Regions from separate parts of the Mus musculus genome. Here region 1 is linked to region 2. Evidence: chromatin contacts called from public HiChIP or PLAC-seq data. All regions are on one chromosome and are shown on one strand. The core of a region is the stretch at or near the end of the contact, and the rest is flanking DNA. Distances in the headings are between cores, read along the strand shown. Region 1 has its middle 7.1 kb from the start of Gm30908. Region 2 overlaps Ncoa3 (nuclear receptor coactivator 3).

The links. HiChIP or PLAC-seq counts read pairs in DNA pulled down with a chosen protein or histone mark.
Region 1: an H3K27ac HiChIP or PLAC-seq map of embryonic fibroblasts shows a contact between it and region 2, with 4 times the contacts expected there. The contact joins two enhancer-like sites. A contact is called at or near these places in 3 of 115 datasets of contacts at active chromatin or transcription factors (embryonic fibroblasts, large pre-B cells and stem cell-derived neural progenitor cells).

What each region holds. Positions count from the first base shown.
Region 1 is chr2:166,461,487-166,467,203 of GRCm38.p6, reverse strand. No RefSeq gene overlaps it. Among named protein-coding and RNA genes, the nearest start is that of Gm30908, 7.1 kb to the left of the region's middle. Within about 2 kb of position 3,468, at least 53 of the 459 cell types and tissues checked have an H3K27ac peak or open chromatin away from gene starts, as enhancers often do. A contact at or near this core is called in embryonic fibroblasts, where this site is marked.
Region 2 is chr2:166,042,218-166,048,068 of GRCm38.p6, reverse strand. It overlaps Ncoa3 (nuclear receptor coactivator 3), which reads right to left. Exons shown (of 23, transcript NM_008679.3): 3 at 509-613; 4 at 114-286. The coding sequence starts at 594. Among named protein-coding and RNA genes, the nearest start is that of Ncoa3, 53 kb to the right of the region's middle. Within about 2 kb of position 1,843, at least 136 of the 459 cell types and tissues checked have an H3K27ac peak or open chromatin away from gene starts, as enhancers often do. A contact at or near this core is called in embryonic fibroblasts, where this site is marked.

The sequences.
Region 1 (5,717 bases), core at 2,219-4,718, 420 kb before region 2:
AGCATGACAAACCCATAGGAAACACGGCCTCTCTGTGTGTGTGTGTGTGTGTGTTTTCCAATAACCCATTTAGTTACGAACTCATTTTCCAATAACCCATTTTAGCTATGAACTCATCAATGGATTAATCCTTTAATGAGGTTATCACCCCTAAGATCCAGTGACTATGAAGATCCTCATACCCGCCTCCCATTCTGCTTGGGGGACTGAGCTTCAGTGCACATCTTTGGGGAAACAGTTCGCGTCCAGGTCATAATATTCTCTCCTACCACCACTCCAGTGCACAGGTCATCATGCAAATGCATTCATTCACCCAGCCCCGTGAGCCCGCTCTTCACGGTTCTGTATTATGAAAGTCCAACTCTACATCTCCTCAGGGAGCCAAAGTAGCCCTTAGCCATAATAGAATAAAGAACCAAGTCCCACACTCCATCATCCTTCCTGGTTAGACAGACAGACAGACACAGGGCAGATGTTTTCATTCAAACAGAAGAGTTTAGGAAGCAAGACCAAGACCCAACGGGCAGATATTAAGCTTTACAGCTCCGTGTTCAGCATCTGGGTCTCATGGTGGCCATGTCTGGATGTGTCCTGATGGCTGTGGTCCACACGGGCCTCCCTTGGATGGTTCTCCTTGCCTCTCGGTCTTTCCTGCCATCAGCTTAGATGCCACCCTCACAGCTTTGACCCATCACCTTCTCCAGGGCTGCCCAGAGGGAACTTGGCTCCATCACAAAATGCCTAACCACCTTGGGAATTTTGATGGAAGCCTCCGTGGCTCCAGGACTCCTAGCGTACTCCATCCCACAGAGCCAAGCAGTGCATGGGTGTCGCCGAGGTTCCCAACAGAGCAGCAGTAGCCAGATGTGCTTGGCTGATGACTACATGACCTTTGCGTGCCTGGGTGGTTGAACACAGTCAAATGAACACTAGAGAAATGATCCCCGAGCCAGCAGGGCATCCTGGATCTTGTCCCAAATCAGTCTTTGAGAGGGATTTACGATTTCATGCCCCTGAGCCTGTGAAGACTGAGTTGGCCAATTCCTGAAGTGCCTTCGAGCCTTCTTGCCCATTGTCCCCGTGCAAAGCTCTTGGCTTCTTTTAGAGGACACTAATCTCTTTAGCAATCACACCCTCCCTGGAGTGATAATTTTAAAATTTTTTGTTCCTTTCCTTGCAGAAGTGTGAGTTAAAAAAAAAATCCCCCAGTTTTTGCTCCTCATAATCTGTAAACTGTTTCTGGTCCTCAGAACTGAGCACGGTGTGTGAGATGCAGCCCTAGCAGGAGGCAGAAGCAAGGTCCAAGGGGCTCAAAGGTAAGGAACAAAACGATGGCAGCGTTGTGGGGACCAGCAAGAGTGGGGAGAGGCTGCCAGCCTCAGGGCAAGGTGTGAGGACGGAGCTTTGGGAGAGCCCAGTGCTTCCAGAGTGCAAACTGAGGACTGTGGCCAAAGTGCACAGCAGAGTGAGGGTCAAGGCATCCCAGCAATCTCTCTCTCCTTCTTCCCTGACCTCCCGCTGAGTCTGCTTGGCCGAGGCCTGCTGGAGGCCAGGAGTTAGGCATCAGGGCCAAGTCCTGGATAGAGACCAGTAGAGATGGAACCTTGGTGGCAATGGAGAATGACCCCTGACTGCTCCTGTGCCTCCTTGCTCAACCTGTGCCTACAGAGAGAACAGCCTTTCTTCCATGTCAGGACCAAGCTTTAGGAATATGGGGAGAAAGTGCCAGGGGAGGGGGCTAGGGGGGAGGAGGCACGGTGTTTGGGGGGTTGTGAGTTGGGAAATGGGTGAGGAAAGCTGTGACTTAGAGACATTGCACTGGTTCCCTGCAGTGTGAGTGAACTGAACCTAGGCTACGCTTTTTAATATTCTTAATTTTAAATCTAGATTTGGTGGTGGGGGGGGGAGGGCGATGGGTGTCTGCTCTCATTTCCAGTTCCATTTGGTGCCAAATGCCTGGGGCGAGTGTGTTACCAGCCTCAGAGGATTTGTTTATTTGTCTCCACAGTGTGATAAAGATATCTACTTGAATGTATTCAGGGTGGAGAATGTCCGGGAGCCTGTGGGCACATCCAAAGATCAGCATTAAAGTGTCCCTACAGCTTCCCTCTGTGGGGTCACAAATCACATCAGATGATGAGGTGCTGGGCATCGCCAGGCAGCTCCACGTGGCCAGGGGCAGACTGAAAGCTGAACTCAAGTTTAGATTCACCCCACTCTTGGTTTTGGCCCCAGACATTTATCACATTTTTGCTCGGTGGCTCATGGAGCGCAACATTGGTGTCTGAGGAAACCTGGTCTTTGCGTGGGGAAGCCTTAAAACAAAGAACACGCAACTGGGTCCAAGCTTCCATTCCATCCAGAACTCCCGCTTCATCACCAAGTGCTATGGCTGACCAACATGTGAGGCTGGTGTGAAGACCAATAAGCTTCCATTACATCCTTACAGAGAGGGGGGAGCATCTCCCTTGACCATCCCCACAGGACAAAGTCCTTTCCCTTCAAAGAGTATTAGAAGGCTTAAGCTTGAGAGCCAGGCTCCCCTCTCTGGGAGTGGATCGTTGCTGTTTGTCTCAATACATCCTCCCTGCCTTCGCTCTCTTTCAGACTTTAGAAAACACTTTAAGGAAGAGTCACTGGTCTTCTGGACGCTGTTCAGTGTGGCATTGTGGGTGGCATGTCATGGTTTCCACAGAGCAAAGACTTTCCTTCCCTCTCTCTCTAGATTAATCTCATCATTTTATGTATGTGAATGTATGTATGTATGTATGTATGTATGTATGTATGTATGTATTATGTATGCATGTATGTTTGTACATAGATGAGTGTATGTATGTGAGTGTATATATTATGTGAGTGTATGTATGCATGCCTGCATGTATGCCTGCATGTATGTTTGTATGTATGTACATACGTACATACCTGGGGTCTGAGGAGGTCGGAAAACTCTAGATGCACTGGGGACTGGAATTCTAAATGGATGCTGGGAACTGAACCCAGGTCCTCTGCAATAGCAACAAGTGTTCTTAACTCTGAGACATCTCTCCAGCCTCGTTTTCCTCCAATTCTCCCCCATTTTTTCTCAGGCTTCTTAGAGTCATGAAGTTGTCAATTAGAAATACCCCAGGTCTCTCATCCCAATCAGCAGTTGCTGTGGAGACTGTCGTAGATCAGAGTGGATTCATGGCCTCTGTGGGGAAGCTAGGATGCTTCGTTAAGACACATAATTTATGATCGGAGCTCTTAGGGAGGAATCTGAAACTTCAACATGTTCATCTGGCTCATGATGCCACATCCTTCACCCGTGTTTCAAAATCTTGTCTGTGTCTAAATCACACAAGCGCCCCGAGGAGAGAGATTTCTGCTTGTGTTTCTTTCAAAAGCCCCGGAATGTCTCCAGGACACGTGTTAAGTGTTTCTTGGCTCCTCTAGATTTTGAAAGGTGGCCAGAAGTGCTCCAGTCTCTGTTCTCAGAAAAAGCTACAGAAGAAAGATGACTCAAGCCCACTGGAACCGCCAGGCTGTGGGTTGTCAGCCTCTCAGGGGTGTGCTGAGTAGGCCTTTCTCCCAGTTACAGGCCGCCAGTCTCCGTCCCTGTTAGGCTGAAAACATGGCTGTTCATACTGCCATGTCTAGAAACTGGAGAAGTCATGGATTCCCGCTTTACTGCTGAATGCAAAAGAGACAGTTCAGTGTGTGTGTGCGTGCGTGTGTGTGTGTGTGTGTGTGTGTGTGTGAACAGTGAATAGCACACCTTGCCACAGGGAAGGAAAAGAGAGAGAGAGAGAAAATTCTAGAATGGAAATTAGCTGGAAACTGGAGGTAGGAGCTGCCAATTAGAAACCATGTCCTCCAAGATCCATGTCTTCCTTTGGGGTTATTTGGGAAATCGTTCTGATGCCGGAGGATGCACAGCCATGTACGCTTCCACTGATGTTATGGTCATGGCCCTCATTGCAGCCTCCCGTAGAAGAGACGCAGTACTGACTACTGCTGTCTGATCAATATTTTCTTTTCCACCTTCCCCTCTGCCTTGTCTCGGGCAACCCAGATGAAAGTGTTCATGAGTTATTTATTCTGAAATCTAAGAGCAGAAAGATGGAAGGAACAAGCGGGAGAAGTCTTCGTTCATGCTCTCTGATGTGGATTGTCCACCCAGGAGCAGGCGGCTGGCACTAGCTGCTGTAAGGGACGTGATCTGTGAATTCGAGTGACCAGCTTTGGTGTAGGCTCAAATAAGAAAACCAGCAAGGCTTGTTGCTGTGGCTTATACTTGGGAACATTTGGTTGCCAGTTGGGGCCACTGTTTTGGGAGACCTTGGAACTTTCAAGAGGCTAAGCATAGCTGGAGGAAGTGGTTTAAAAAAATTTTTTTTTTAGTATTTATTTTCTCCTAATTCCCACACTTTTTAATGTATGTGTGTGTATGTATATACGTGTGTGTATGTATGTGTGTGTATATGTGTGTATACATGTATGTGTGTAGTATGTTTACGTATGAGTATGTATGTGTGTGTGTGTGAATGTGTGTATGTGTGTGTGAATGTATGTGTGTTTGTATGTGTGTATGTATATGTATGTGTGTGTATGTGTATATGCGTATGTGTGTGTGCATTAGTGTGTGAGTGTCATAGCATGTGAGTGAAGGTTAGAGACAACTTTGGGAGTCAGTTCTCTCCTACTGTGTGTGTTCTGGGGGCTTGAACTTGGGTCAACAGATTTACTTGCAAGCCCTTTCACCCAGTGAGCCATCTCTCCGGCTCCTGCCTTCTCCTTTTGATGGCCAGAGGAAATCTTTGCTGCATGCCCCTGGCTCAGTCAGCGCTTGTCTGCTCATGGCCTGAGATGGGTTCCTGTGAGCCAGTCTTCCATTAGGACAGACAAGAAAAGGGTGGGTTTCTGAGAAGGGATTTTATATTTGGTTTTGTCTCTATGGTGATGTCTCACAGACCAGCCTCAAATGACTAGAACAGCAAGCATTTATTTTCGCCCTCAAGGTCCTTCAGTGTACGCTATGGGCCAGCAGATCCAGGCTGACTTTGTCTGGTCAGCTATGACTCAGTGTAGAGCAGCTGGGCTCAGCTCTAGCTAAGGGGTGGCCTCACTGTGGTTCTCATCGTGAGCTGTGCTGAGGTTCTGTCTAGAAGAGTTGCAGGAGCCAAGATGCAAATACATGCAGCCCTGATCACAAGGTATATTGTGCTATAGATGCTCTGCTCTGTCTTTAAAGCAACCTCAAAGTGAATTGGCAGGATGTCCACTCTGCCCTGCGGAGGACCCGAGGGTTATAGGCAAAAGGAGTCTGCCTACAAATGTATCCCAGAATGCAAGATCAGTATCAATGGCCTGAAAGACCCCAGATCCCCAGTCCCATGTGTGCCTTCAACAAGAACACGATTTCTCCAAATACAGTCATAATTGAGTCACACCTGTGGTGACAGCCCAGAAATCAGAATGATCTCTGAGACATTCTGTGGGTACCGTGCCTGAGGCACCTGCCAATGAGAACTCTACAGAGATGCAAGCGCCATATTGGTTTGTCAGGGCTGCTCTCTTGGCTGTTTCCATCTAGTTAAGTTACTTAAATTAAAATGTTAGGCAGATGAACATGTTGGTACATGCTTGCCCTACCAGTGATTGGGAGATAGAGGGCACAGGAACCATGAGTTTGGGGTCAGCCTGGGCTACATAGTAAGTCTTTGTCTCAAGAAACCAAA
Region 2 (5,851 bases), core at 594-3,093:
CTTACTTAACACAAGTGAGGCTCTATTTAATCTCCTTGATCCAGAATGGGGGAGGGAGGATTTCATACATATTACAAGTCCAACACTTGGGTGTTTTTCTGACTCTGTGTTACCTTGTTCTTTTATTTGCCGTATCTGTCTCACTGTCTCCTTTAGGATGGCACATTTATCTGGCTTGACATTGAAGTTGTCGATGTCGCTGAGATTTGCAGAGATGAGCTCTGCCAGCTCCTCTATGTACTTGCTCTCCTGCTCCCGTCGCCACTTCTCACCACTGTAGACAAGCCTGGAAGGCGGAGAAAAGCCACAACTTACACCTCTCAAGAAAACTTAAAGCAGAATCCGCCCCATATTATGCATTAGTTTTGTGTGAAATAAACTAAACTTAGCCAACAAGAACCATCAAAGTGGTGGCACAAAGTATACACTGAAGAAATTCCTTGTTCAGTGTCACCTTTGATTAGTCCCTGGCCTTGAGAAACATCTGGAAATGGAGATGATCACCTACCCCTGTCCTGGGGCATCACAGGGCAGTTTGCGTTTCCGAGACTCAGCGGCCAGCGGATCCAAAGAGCTTTCGCCTAGTCCACTCATCCTGATCACAGATCAGCAACTGCGGAAGAAGAGGTGACAAGATTAAAGCACAAAAACAGGCATTTTCTACGAAGGTGTCACATGGTGGAACAGCTGTATCCTGTGGTCCTGGGGTATTTCTGTATGAATGAGTGTGTCTGCACAAGCTCAGAGCTCAGATGCGTTGTAATTATGCTGGGCATGGTGGTGCCAGCCTCTAACCCCAGCACTCAGAAGGCTGAGTCAGGAACATTAAGGATTCTGGTTAAGCCTGGTCTACAAAGCAAGTTCCAGGCCAATCTGGGCCCAGTGTCAACTTATATTTCACAAATAAATTATGTTTAATAAAAGACTATAGCACTTCAATCTTGAAACAATTCTGAATTTTATTTATACCAAGGTAATAAAAGCTAACCCAGTGATTTGGTAAGAACACTTCAAGTAATGAGCCCAGACTAGGCTAGAAGATTGGTTTTGACTTTCTGTATATGAGTGAGTGTTTGCCTACATGTATATATACATATGTATGTGTGTGTGTGTGTGTATATATATATAGCTAGCATGTGTATGCAGTGTCCCCACAAGCCACAAAAAGTCGCTGTCAATCCCCTGGAGCTAGAGTTAAGAGGCAGTCATGATCTACCATGTGGGCATGTTGGGAACAGAACTCATCCTCCTGTCCCCAGGCTCTTTTCCTAGGTAGCACTTCTGTCCACTGGATCGTTTCTCTTCCATTGTTAAGTCCAAGTTAGCCTAGACTATATTAACATGACTGTAGAACTACCCTACGTTCTTCTTAAAGCATAGGTGCAAAGCCAGATACACACTATACGACAGGTTGCCATTAAGTCACACAGCAGCCATTATTTACATACTGACGGCTGGAAAAATAATGTATCTTGGTTAAGTTTCGCACACTAAGACGATAAATACAAGTTATTTCTTTTTGAGCTTATAATGTCAGGGCTCTATTCAGCCTCATTTACTAACTAAGTGGTTAACTCGTGCGCGAACATGACAATCACTGGTCTAAAGAATCCAATGTTGCATCAGTATTGCAGCCAGCCAGCCTGCAGTTGTGCCACTAGGTGGCACAATTCCACCACAAAGGCCAGTTTAAAAATAAAAATAAAATGTAAAAAACCCCACATGATCAAACTTAAAATATGTAGGTCATGTTTGTTTTGAGACAGGGCCTCATTGCCCAGACTGGCCTGGAACCCATAGTTGTGGTTGGCCCTGAGCACCAATCCTCCTGCCTCTGCTTCATACTGAGCAACAAGTATTTGCCGTCCTATCTGTGGTCACACACACCTTTTGAACCCTCTACAGTGTCAGACTACAGCATCATGTAGACAGACAAAGTGTTAAACAGACAAGTGTGGTTCTAGCTGTGTTGTCAATCAGTTCAGAGATTATTTTTTTAACTGAGCAACATTGAGCGCTTACATACCTATCTTTACTTAACTTATTCCAGAAGTCTAACATTATCTTCTTGCCCTTGTGCTACATGGACTGCAAGTCCACGTGGAGAACCGTCAGTGAAGAGCAGTTCATGGTTTGATCTGTACTCCACAACAGGTCTGACTTTGCTGTGCAATACAGCATACAGCAGGAAATGAACATCAGTGGAGTGGTGCCAACTCAATGTAACTGAATACACAAAGACTGGCAGTGGCTCCCTCTAAAAACATTAAAATGCTGGTTACGGCTTACCGTTAACCAGCTTCCTTTTTGTTATCTCAGGGTTCTGACAGGAGAACATGCTTGCTAACTAGCCCGAAGCACAAGGACACATGGCCAAAAAGAAGAATTAGTGAGAGGCCTCAGAGGGCAGAGGCACTCTCTTGCCTCTTTCCTGGCAACCAGAGATCCATCCTGGGGCCCACAAGCTAGAAGGAAAGAACCATGTTTTCTGTACAATGTTTGTAGACTGAGACCTGTGTGCATGCACAGGCACACAAACGTTTAAAAAAAGATTAAACAAAAAATATCAATGCTGGTGTTCTGTTTGAGCAAGTTATTTTAAGGTCTAAGAAAAACCTTATTGTACCAAAATGAGAGGAGGTAGGCCATCCAAGGATAAGGCAGCAGAGACTGGTTAAGCCTTCCCCTTTTCCTAACTTAGTTAGTAACAGAGGGAGTGGATGAGACAGAGCAGAATGGCACTGAACTAACATACACTGGGTGGTTACACATGGTGACCCCCACCACACACATGTGATTAGTTCTGTTCTACAGATAGGGAAGTGGCTAAATAGCTTGCCTAGAATCATTACTAGATCCGGATGGAAGAGGCTATGACATATTCCATAACCAACCAAGCCATCACCAGAGCAAACGATTCATGACTCATTCCCTAAGTCAAACTCCCTCCACCCAGCTCACAAAGCTTCACAGCTTAATCAGGAACCACATAAAGTGCTGTAACATCTGCTGGTTAGGGGCATGAGGTAAGGGTCTGGGCAGGTAGGGGTTACCTCCACAGGCATTATGCCTCCTCCTACCCACCACTCCCCATGACACTGCCTGAACCATGCTCTGCCAGGCCTGATACCACCCTGTCTTCCACATGACTGTTTGTGTCTTCTCTAATTAATCTTTGTCTCAAAGAGGCACATTTTTCAAAGTACCTCTGGTTTCCTGCAAGTGACAATCAGACCTCAATCCTATCAAGGACTGTCCAGGCTGCACCACTGAAGAGCACGGCCTGACTTCACTGTACTACAAAAACATGTGCACATATAAACTGTCAGTGAGGGCCAGCACTGGATAAAGCTGGCCTTTCCAATTAGATGTGTTTACTTTCAAATAGATAACATTTCATTAGAAGTCTTTTTGTTTGTTTGTTTTTTCCCCCAAGACAGGGTTTCTCTGTGTAGCCCTGGCTGTCCTAGAATTCCCTCTGTAGACTGTAGACTAGGGTGGCCTTGAACTCACAGAAATCTGCCTGCCCCCACAGCCTGGTTCATTATATCTTTTTAAATCTACATTCATTCACAGCACCAATCATTCATCAGAGAAGACATTTAGTAATGAATCAAATTCACCAATATCATGTTCAAATGTTATCATTGGCCATCAGACTTCACCTCCAAAGAGCGAGTTTACCTTATCACTTTCAAAACATTGTCTGCCAAATATACAAACTTGAAACCCATAGATTGTCAGTCACTGATTCAATTAAAAATAGTATTTTGAGGCTGGAGAGATGGCTCATCAGTTAAGAGTACTTAACGTCTGCTCTTCTAGGTATCCTGAGCTCAATTCCCAACAACCACATAGTGCCTCACAACCTATACTGGGATCTGACATCCTCTTTTGGCATACATGTATATAGAACATTCATATACATAAAATAAGTCTTAAAGAATTTCTGAGGACTCAAAAACTAAAATAGTATTTCAAACCAGGAATGGTGGTGTGTACCTTCAATCCCAGCACTTGGAAGGCAGAGGCAGGCAAATCTCTTGAGTTTAAGGTCAGCCTGTTCTATAAGAGAAAGTTCCAGGACTGCAAGAGCTACACAGAAAAACCTTGTCTGGGGTGGGGGAGGAAAGACAAAACAAAAAAAAAAGTATTTTAGGGGCTGGAAACCTGGGTTCAATTTCCAAAACGCACAGGGCAGCTCACAATTCCAATTCCAGAGCCTCTGACACCCTCTTCTGACCTCCACAAGCACCAGGCATGCACATGATCCACAAACATAATGTGTAGGCAGAACAACCATAAAGCAAAAATTAATAAATCTTTTTTTAAAGGTGCTTCGGTGCGAAGCAGGCGGCTCAGCCAGTAAAATGCTTGCCTGAACTCAATACTTCAATCTACATAAAAGCCAGGGGCAGTCATGTACACTTATAAACCCCCGCCCCCTGTGTTGGGGGGAGGGGGGTGATACACGAATTTGGGAGTACTGGGCAGGCTGGGGAAGAAGACACCCGGGGCTCACCAGCCAGCCAGCCTAGCCTAATTAGCTAGTCTCAGGCCTATGTAAGACTCAAAATTAAAGGGTGTGTGTGTGTGTGTGTGTGTGTGTGTGTGTGTGTGTGTGTTGATAAAGTACATGTCTGGCTACCACGCCTCATGACTTGAACTCAACCTCCAGAAGCCACAGGGTAGAAGGAGAGAATGGACAGACTCCCAGCCTCCCAGAAAGAACAACTCCTAAAAGTTGTCCTGTGACCCCTCCACATACACGCCGTGTCACGGGCAAACCAACACACTAAATAAAACACTCGTTCAATCTTAGCACTCAGGAGGCAAAGGCAGGCTGATCTCCTGTGAGCTCAAGGCCAGTTTGGTCAACATTTCGAGTTCCAGGCCAGGCACAGCTACACAGAAAGACCCTAGATAGATAGATAGATAGATAGATAGATAGATAGATAGATAGATAGATAGATAAAACAGGTTGTTCCGCACCCAATAAGAGGTTGTAGGCTACAATTTAAAATAGTGTTTTTAAACTGAATTAAGAGGGCTGCGAAATTCAAGAAAATAAGACATTCAATAACCATATAATAAAATCTTCTAATCAAGTTAGAAATAAATGTCCAGGATTAATAAGAAAAGAACTGATGTTCAAGGAGGGGTGCACTTGCACTTGAACACAGACAAAGACATAGTAAATGTGAAAAAATTATCAATTTTCATAAATCACAAAGTGTGAGACAATCCCATCACTCATTGTCTTAAATAGATCTGGTCAGCATAGATACTGTGTGAAGCCAAAGCCTAGCAAGCAGATAAGGCTGCACACACACTCAGCAGGCACACACACTGAATCACACAGGCTTATCAGACAAACCAAGGGAAGAGGAGGACCTCAGGCCCATCGCAGACTTGACTCAAAGTACTGAGTAGCAGGACCCTACCAAATTGCCATCTCTGATTTCAACTCCATTTCCTAAAACTGGAAATCTAGAATTTTTACAACATAAAAGTGATTTAAAACCCTGTTTCCAATAGCAAAACTTAACTCAGTGTTTAGCAGACTTAGGCCTTTGCTCCAACAATACTGCCACCTGTTAATGTTGTTTTAAAAATCAGATCTTTGTAACCAGAATTCTGGTGTATGATTTTAATCCTAGCACCCAGAGGGTAGACAGGCAGATCTCTGTGAGCTGTAGACTAGACCAGGGATGGGAATTACAAATGGTTTGTGAGCCGCCATGTGTATACTGGGACTTTAACCCAGGTCCTTGAGAGGAGTTGCCAGTGCTACTGAGCACTGTCTCTCCAGACCCCTCATAGTTGGCAGGCACTTAGAATTCCAGGACTT